Regions from separate parts of the Gossypium arboreum genome. Here region 2 is linked to region 1. The links are chromatin contacts, called in public Hi-C maps. All regions are on one chromosome and are shown on one strand. The core of a region is the stretch at or near the end of the contact, and the rest is flanking DNA. Distances in the headings are between cores, read along the strand shown. Region 1 holds the start of LOC108488556. Region 2 holds the start of LOC108488638 (transcription repressor OFP1-like).

The links. Hi-C and Micro-C count contacts between places; a contact is called where the count stands out from the background.
Region 2: a Hi-C map of leaf shows a contact between it and region 1, with 2.2 times the contacts expected there. The contact joins the promoter of LOC108488638 here to the promoter of LOC108488556 in region 1. A contact is called at or near these places in 2 of 5 Hi-C or Micro-C datasets (both in leaf).

What each region holds. Positions count from the first base shown.
Region 1 is chr10:30,781,259-30,785,653 of ASM2569848v2, reverse strand. It overlaps LOC108488556, which reads right to left and starts at 2,031. Exons shown (of 3, transcript XM_017792841.2): 1 at 1,387-2,031; 2 at 1-278. The coding sequence starts at 1,874.
Region 2 is chr10:31,030,064-31,034,684 of ASM2569848v2, reverse strand. It overlaps LOC108488638 (transcription repressor OFP1-like), which reads left to right and starts at 1,367. Exons shown (of 1, transcript XM_017792930.2): 1 at 1,367-2,749. The coding sequence starts at 1,585. The coding sequence ends at 2,628.

The sequences.
Region 1 (4,395 bases), core at 782-3,281:
GTCGAGGCCCAGTTTTGAGAGAAAATTGGCAGTGCTTGGTTGGAAGGTGGAGGCTTAATGTATAATCACAACAATGGCCGTCTTCTTCTTCGTTTACGTTTGGATCTTGGTCAGCCAACTTATCCTCATTACTATTATTATTGTACTTGTATATGCTCACAACTGACTCTCCTCTTCGAAATCCCTTCCTGCCTGCCTGCCTTGCATTTTCTACCAATATCTTCCCCAATTCTTCCGCTACATCCTCCAGTTTACTTGCTACTTTCTCTACTTTTTCACTATTTCAAACCAAACAACCCACTTTTCACCATATTTACATACATACAGTAATACTATATCAACTTACATTGCTATAATGTATATCTATTTTCACACATTTTTATCTTTATCAATATTTAACAATTCCACTTCTAAATCAAATAATTTAGTCATGTTCTCATGCATGTAAGGTTTCGAAGTAAAATTTATATAAAGTAAATGAATTATTCCATGGAAGATCAATTTTCATAATGGCCAACAAGCTACTGGTCTAGTGTTGTATGTGAGGATTCAAGTGTTAGCAGGCTATCTAGGGTTCTTTCCTTATGAAACACCCTCCCTATCCCTTAGGTTTTTTTTGTACTGCATGTAAATTTTTTTACATAAAATTAATGAATGATTCCATAGAAGATCAACTCTCATAATTGTGACATTTTCCCTATTATTTGGCTTATTTTGATGCTTTATAAACCAAAGAAAAAACACTTAATCAATATATATAGATAATAAGCATATCAAATTAGTTTAAATTAGATACAGATAAATCTAAAATTTACACCAAAACTTGGATTTTATACATGCAATTCAAATTTCATTTACCTACTACATCTACATGTCATCATTTTATATGTTTATAACAGACACAACTATTTATATTTACCTAACATAAACACTTATAGATTTATCTGGCTTCTTTTTTTAAAAAAAGGTATCAATGTTTTCGAAGGCTAAATTTTTATAATAATGCTTCATCTTGTTTTAAAATAAAATTTTAATGTACAAAATAAAAACATTTAGTCATAATTGTATTTCAATTCACGTAAGTGTTTAATATGCATACTAATCATGTATAAACGTGCATGCACATTACACAGTAAGCTATAATTTTGAAATATATCTCAATTATATATATACACAAGTGATCCAGTATATTGTTAAACTGGAGGGTTAACAAAATTATTATTTTACGTAAATTTTAATTTTAACCTCTGGCCCAAGCTAAAAGAGTATAAAAATAGGCACACAAAAATCAAAATTAGGTGGTGAATAGGGCCCAAAAAGCCCAGGGAATTTAAAGAAATTTACTCATGTTTCTGTGGAAGGTGGCGGGAGGGACGGTTAGAATACCTGAAGCTGTGATACAAGTGAACGCCGATATATTGGCGAGCCCACTCCATCCTCTCGTTTTTGCAATCAACCCACACAATCTCCTCCCTCTTTCCCGCCGAATTCCTCCTGTATCCCGTATCTCTCTCTTCCAACACCCCGAACACTCTCGCCGCCTCTTTCACCGTCGCCCTTACCTCCTCCCCCGCATCGATCCCATGCAGCCCTATCGCCACCACTCCATACTTCCGTGCAGATCGTATAAACCGCTCCACCGACCCCACCTCCCTTAAACCAAGGGATTGGAAATCGACCTTATCGGGTAGGCCGTGGTGGCGGAGTGTCTGGCACTCGGGTAGCGTTAGGTCGGGGATCTGTAACGACTTCTCGAGAAAGTCGGTTAAGATCTCGTTGGCAGCGGATCGTGAGCCGGTGGCGGTTGGGATGGGTGATGGAGGTGGGGCCTTGATGCTAAGCTTGCTCATAGAGCGCATTACAGGTACAGCCATGGAGTCGTACAGTAAGAAAGAAAGGAGAAAGGAGGGTTCGGTTGAGAGGGGTATTAAAAAAGGAGGAGTAGACTAAGTCATTTGGGTGTCCAGTGGAAGTGGAGGTCCACTCCACTTGATCATCTTCCTTTCGCTTTGCTTTCTCTTCTTCTCTTTTGTCCTATCGCCACCTGTAACTCTTTGACTTCAAACCCTGGATCCAAATGCACTAGATTTCGCCACGTCGTTCATTAAAAAGGCCTTACCTGGGCCCCAATATTAGTTGGGACTTGTAATCTGTGTTCTTTCCGAATTTTAAAAATAAACTAAAATGGCTATTTATAATAAAAAAGGACAACAAATTGTTGAATGGATTTATAAACCAGAAAAAGGTAAAGCAAGAATTCCTTTTCCAGTAATAAAAATTAAAAGTAAGTCTATTTCCTAAGCAATTTTAAAAATTAATAAGTACTTTTTAAAATATTTTTATTTTAATATTTTATTATATTTTAATAGGGTACTTGTCAAACCTTATTTATACTAAAAACTTCACTAATAATTTGCGAAATAGATTTTCAAAATTTACATGTTAAACAATTACAAAGAAATTCTTAATTGGTTTTCTTTGTATGATTAATATTTTAATGGTTCCATCCTCATATTACAATTATATAGATCATGTATGTTATATTTGATGGAAATTAAATTTTTTAATTATTTTTATATTAAAAATTTTCAATCATTCAATAAATATTAATATATATACTTTTTAATATCGATATGATAGAGATATCAAATCGATTCAATTTTTTGCATATAGTATAAGCACAATTATATCAATAAATTTAACGGTTAGATCTTTAACATTTTTCAATCTCTCCCCTATAATCTTTTATGTGTTAGTTGCACTAAGCACCCCTAAACTATGACTATCATTTTAAATCGGTTCACAAACTTCAAAATATTCTAATTATATCTCAAACTTAAAAGTTATATCAACCAAGTCTTTTCTTTATTAAAAATATTAAATGACACGTCAAATCTTATGTAGCTAACTTTGAAATAAAAACTTTTCAAAAAAAGATGTTGCAATATTACTTTTAAAAGTAAAAATTAAAAATAAAATTAAAAACTTAAAATAAAATAAATCTAAAAAGAAGAGATTGGACGATTAAACATACGAAAAAGCTTTGAAAACATTAAAAATTAAGATTTTTCAACATCCATTTTAATAATATGATTTTTCTTCTTAAAATTTTCATTTTTGTTTATACCGTATAAGATTTGAGGTATCATTTGACATTAAATTAACGATTTTAATATCAAAAGGACTAGATTAATATAACATATATAATTTACAGATGTAATGAGAATTATTTAAAGTTTAAGACTAATTTAAAATAAAGGTCATAGTGTAAAGACGTTTGGTGCAATTAATCTTTTTAATTTATAATTTAATTAGTCAAAATTCAAAAGAAAGACGAAAAGGTAGAGCTTTCTCTTTCATAAATTTCTTTTGGTCAAATAAATGAAAAGTATTATGAATAAAGCTAATTGGTTTTAGAAATGAAGGTGATTATGAATACCCTTATTTTTATTATTGATTAGTATGGTCCTCCGCTTATTTCGTGTTAGATCGATTTTTGCTTGTATCTGATTATAAAGTAAAAGTTGAATATTAAAATATACTTTAAGTATATATATATTTCGTACATTTAAAATATAGTTTATTTATATTTATTTTAGGAATTTAATCCTTACATTTATCGGATTTAAAATTATTACCACTCTTAAATTTCTTCTATTAAAATCTTTAGTGTGACATTTTAAAATTTAAAAAAATCAATTGGTAATCATGTAATAATAAAAATAACGTTAAAATACTTATTAAGATTTTTTCTTAAAACACCTATTTGAACTCTTCATGATAAAAATAACTTTTTTATATTGAAATAGTGTTCTTAAGAAAATTTGACGTCAACATTTTGATTGAAATAGTTAACAATACTAACTATTTAGACTAACTAATGACATTATATAAGTAGAGAGACCACGTTATGTTAAAATTTTAAAATAATAGATTTAAGCTCAATATTCAATTAGTTTAAGAGTCAAAATTGAAATTTGACCATTGTCTTATAATGTCAAAAAAAAAAAAAACAACGCAAACTTAAAAGATATGTGACATATCGATCTCTAAGACTCATAGGTCATTCAAATTATATATAACCCCATAATTTTTAAATTGAAAAGTCAAGGATACTAACTATTTGAATTAATTAATAACATTATAAAAAATAAAAATTATATTATATTAAAATGAAAACATAAAGATTAAATCTTAATTTTAGGTATAGTAAAAGTACTAAACTAATGTTCAACCACTTTTTTAAAATGTAAAAAATGGGCAAGTTTGCCCACGTGACAATAAAGGAAGGTCCTTTATATAGAGTTATATAGATAGGGTAAACTACATGAAGTCACTCGACTATCAGTAATTTTTTTGTTAGGCCATTCAATTTTAAAAAATTACAAAATGATC
Region 2 (4,621 bases), core at 118-2,617, 250 kb before region 1:
TAAATAGTAAAACCAAGTCATGGATCTGTACTCCAAAAAATTTAAACTTTTTAAAATTATTTTAAAATTTTTTATATGTTTTTTTTCTTTTGGAATATATATTAAATATAAGGAACATATAAGTGAAATTTAAAAATTTCATTAGGATGATCACAAATGTATATAGGCTTAAATAATAGTATAAATGATATATATATACTAAAACATTATATATATTGAAACCATGTAAAAATAAATTAAAAATATTAAAAATCCTGTCATATGTGTATGTGTATGAAAATAATAAATTTAAAATATAAATATGTATTTAAAAATACCATACAATAAAGAATAAAATCTATAATTTAAAACTAATTAATTATAAAAACATATGAAATATGTATTATTTTAAAATAAAAAATTTAGATTAAATTATGAGTAAAATAAAATTTGAACACATAAATATATTATGTTAACAATATTAAATGCGCTACAATTATTTATGATGGTATTGTCAGCAATTTGTATATTAATATAAAATGCATAAAACAAGCTTTAATTGAGTGGTAAATTTAAAGTTTTATTAATCCTATAAATGAAGATTCAAATATGCATATTTTTATTTTTTAACAAAAGACTAAATTACTTCTTAATACTATGACCTATTTAATTATGGAAAGATATTTTAATAATTTAATTGACCGAATTGGTAATCCGATTGAAGGTGTTTAATAAATAAGTATAGTAAAAAAAAAAAGAATTAGAGCAACTTAGAGTAAATATGAATGTAAATATGTTGGACAGCTTTATAAACGTAGAGCAGAGGTGGAGAAGGCAATTCTCGTCTGCACCCTCACCCCACTCCCTTCCCATCGTTAACTAGTTTACGTGGCAGTTACTACAGATATGGAGTTTGTGGGGGGGGGTTTCTTCATAACTTACATCGCCACCCTCTCTCTCTCTTCAAGTACAACTGGTGGGGGATTATTTTTCCTTTTTCTTTCACAACACTAATCCCTCAACAACACATGAATTAGGCAAATGAGTAATTGATATTAACAAAGGATAGGGCAAGACTATACTACCACGAATTTGGCAATACTAGATACAGATATTAACACAAGATGATTAAAACATAATGTTTTGGAACATAACACAAACAAATTATTAGTTTGTTACCAACACCAACACCAACACCAACACCAACACCAACACCATCCTATTCTTTTTACAGAAGGGTTAGGGCAAGTAAGCTATTTTTCTTAAGATTTTCATAATGGGTAATTGATTAGAAGACATAAACCAACCACTGATTTTGTAATGGTAGTACGAAAAACATAGATGCTAGGGCCCGTATAAAAAGTTCCTTAAATGAAAAAGTTGGGAAAGAATAAGAAATTAAAGGATGGTAATGATGATACGTCTATAAAAACTTGTTCCCTGTTTGGTGATTAGTGATCATAAACAACAGCCCAAGTCAGTTAATACAATACCCCACTCTTTTTCCTTTGTTCCAACCTTCTTTTTCTCTCTCTCACCCTCCAATCTCCTTCAAATTCATTCTCAGTCCTCCCATCTTTTTCCCATTACAAAGACACAAGTTTGATGGGCAATTACAGGTTTAGGCTATCTGATATGATGCCCAATGCCTGGTTTTACAAGCTTAAAGACATGGGCAAAGGTAGAAACCATGGCAATACTACCGTTACCAATAATCCTTCCAAGAAAAAACAATACCCCATATCTCCCTCTTCATCAAAACTGAAGCAACCCCACCATTTTTATCCTAGAAAATCTTACTACTTCACTAGAGACCTTATCCCCAGTGATGGCTTCTATGTTTCTCATGCAAACACCAATTCTGCAGGTTCTGACCCACCCAGAAAATCTTCTCAGAAACGATCCAGGAAAAGAAATACGGTTGTTTCCTCCGGCTGTCGCTGCCGTGCCACACTCTGGACTAAGCCTGATTCTCCACCGCAATATTCAGCTTCTTCCTCTTCTGACGACAGCTCTTCGCCGCATGAATTCAGGTCTGACTGCATTCTCACTACTCAATCGTTCGATAATATGGTCTCCAGTAGCTGCAAACTCATGAATTCGGAAGCTAAGGATGATGATTGCAAGTGTTTGGTTAAGAAATCCGACAAGCTAGACGAGTTCGACAACTTGTCTCAACTTCAACTCCCTCGGATCATAACCAAGCCGGTTAATATGAAGAAGAGCAACGAAGCAACCAAGTATGGTATGAGTTCAGTTAAATTCGAAGGTGATGAGAACAAGAAAAGCAGTGGTGGTAGGAAATTTGGAGTGAATTCCCCAGGCGTAAGGCTGAGAATAAATTCACCGAAAATCGGAAACCGGAGAATTCAGGGACATGGTCGGAAAAGCATGTCGTCAAGTTCAAGCGGCAGCTCAAGGAGGAGTTTGTCGGATAGTCTGGCGGTGGTGAAATCGTCGTTTGATCCTCAGAGAGACTTCAGGGAGTCGATGGTGGAAATGATCATAGAAAACAACATCAGGGCATCCAAGGATTTGGAAGATTTGCTTGCCTGTTATCTCTCTCTCAATTCTGATCAATATCATCATCTCATCATCAAGGTTTTCAAGCAAATCTGGTTTGATATGAACGATGTCCGCTTGAAATAATTTTCTCCTTAACATAATATGTATATTTTCTCCTTCAATCCTCTTCACTTTCTTGTCATTTACTACTACTTTTTTACCAATCAAATTATACGTAAAATTACAGTTGAATAGAAGTAAGAAATTCAATAGGTTGGATTTTTTTTGGGTTGCTCTGTTTTACTCTGTCATTATTTGTCTGACCTATTGAAACTTGGGATCATTTCTTTTACAAAAAGGGAAAAGGGGTCTCAATAATTGTAGGGATTGAGTTAAGTTGAAGGCCGAGATAAAAAAAAAAAAAAAAAAAACAATAAGCGGTAAGGGGATCAAAATGAAAATCTTTTATGCTAAAAGGGTTTAAGAGAGGCCAAAAATATAATTTCAGCAGAATTATCGAAAATGAAAAAAGGAAAGAGCATCTAATGACAACAGAATCCATAGAAGACATGCTTTTATTTTAGTGCTTTAATGATATATTTATTTTCCAATATCTCCTATAATGGAAAATCTGAAAAAATATTGCATTGAGACAGTTGAAGTCGTAAAAACGAATAAAGGGAAATAGGAAAGGAAGGAAAAATGTATGATTTTGCAACTTTCAAGTCTGATGCATAAGGACAAGTTTCTTTGTTTTTGAAATGAAAGTTTGAGCCCTCAGGCTACCTGCATTTCATGCACTGGCTCTAACCCTGAACCATATCCTCTGTTGGATTTATCCTTCTCCAAATATTATATTTTCCATACCCACCAACATAAGTCATACATACACCACTGTAGTAAAAATATATATAGTTAAAAGAAATTAAGACATATACATAGGTCGTAGTCAGATTCCATTATGGTTGTAGGAAGTAATAAATGGCACAATTCAAATTGCATGCACCCCATATTGGAAGGGTACAAAAACAAAGTGTACAAATCCTGAGAGGTTGTTCCATCAGCATCAGGGGGTTTTCACCTCTCAAATAAGGACATGCCCTTCACTTTTGTTAATTTCTCCTTCCTTCTCCGGCCAACAAATATACATACCCTCAATCTAAAACTAACTTTTATAGATATTCATTTTTAATATTTCTCATAATTGTATTCAAAAATATCTATAACTTGAGATGTGGACAGTTGGTTTCTCAAGGAATATTAACTACTATTCGGTTCTTGATGCTGAACTTTAGGGTACACTGAAAGGTCTTTAAGTAATTTGGAATATCGGTTCTTAAAATGGATAGCATTGAAGTTATTCAAGTGATTCAAACAAATGTAACTGATCAACATTTTTCAACTGTGACACAAGCCATTAAGAATCTATTACAATTTTCTTGGATGGTTAAGGTTACACATACTTTCAGAAAAGACAAAGTAATTGATAGGTTAGCTTTAATGGCGTTCTCAAGACCGTCAAGCAAATATATCTTTATGCAACTGCCAAATGAAATCCTCCTATCATTGCATGATAATTATTCTGGGATGACTTAGCCTAGTCTCATCTAATTTAGTTATGGTTTAATATTTTTTTGTAAAAATAAAATAAACATACGATTGTAAATATATATATATATTTATAGTCAGTGATGTTTTCGAGAGAAAAAAAATGTTGCAGAATTCAAAATTGAAAAGTTGGACGTAGCAATTGATCTCTTGGGGGAAAAAGAAGAAGGCAGAAGCAAATGTAAAATTTCGAAACAAAAATACCAATATTAAAGACATTATTATTTGGGTTGGTTTTACCTTTTACTTTTAATAAAATAATTTTTTAGCATTGAATTTGACAATGGATTTGAGATGTTGTTTCTTTTTGGGACAATTAGCTTGCACCTACCCTATCAAATGATAAATTAATTTACGGCTTATTCTATTATTTCCTAATTATTGGGTTCCAAGTAAAGTCCTTTTTCTCCGGTTGTAACAACTACTAATTTCATCACCCACCAACAAAACTACAGGATTTATCAACGAATTCTGAATGAATTTTTATAAATATTAAAGGATTAAATTGTTGTTTAAAATATTTTTATTT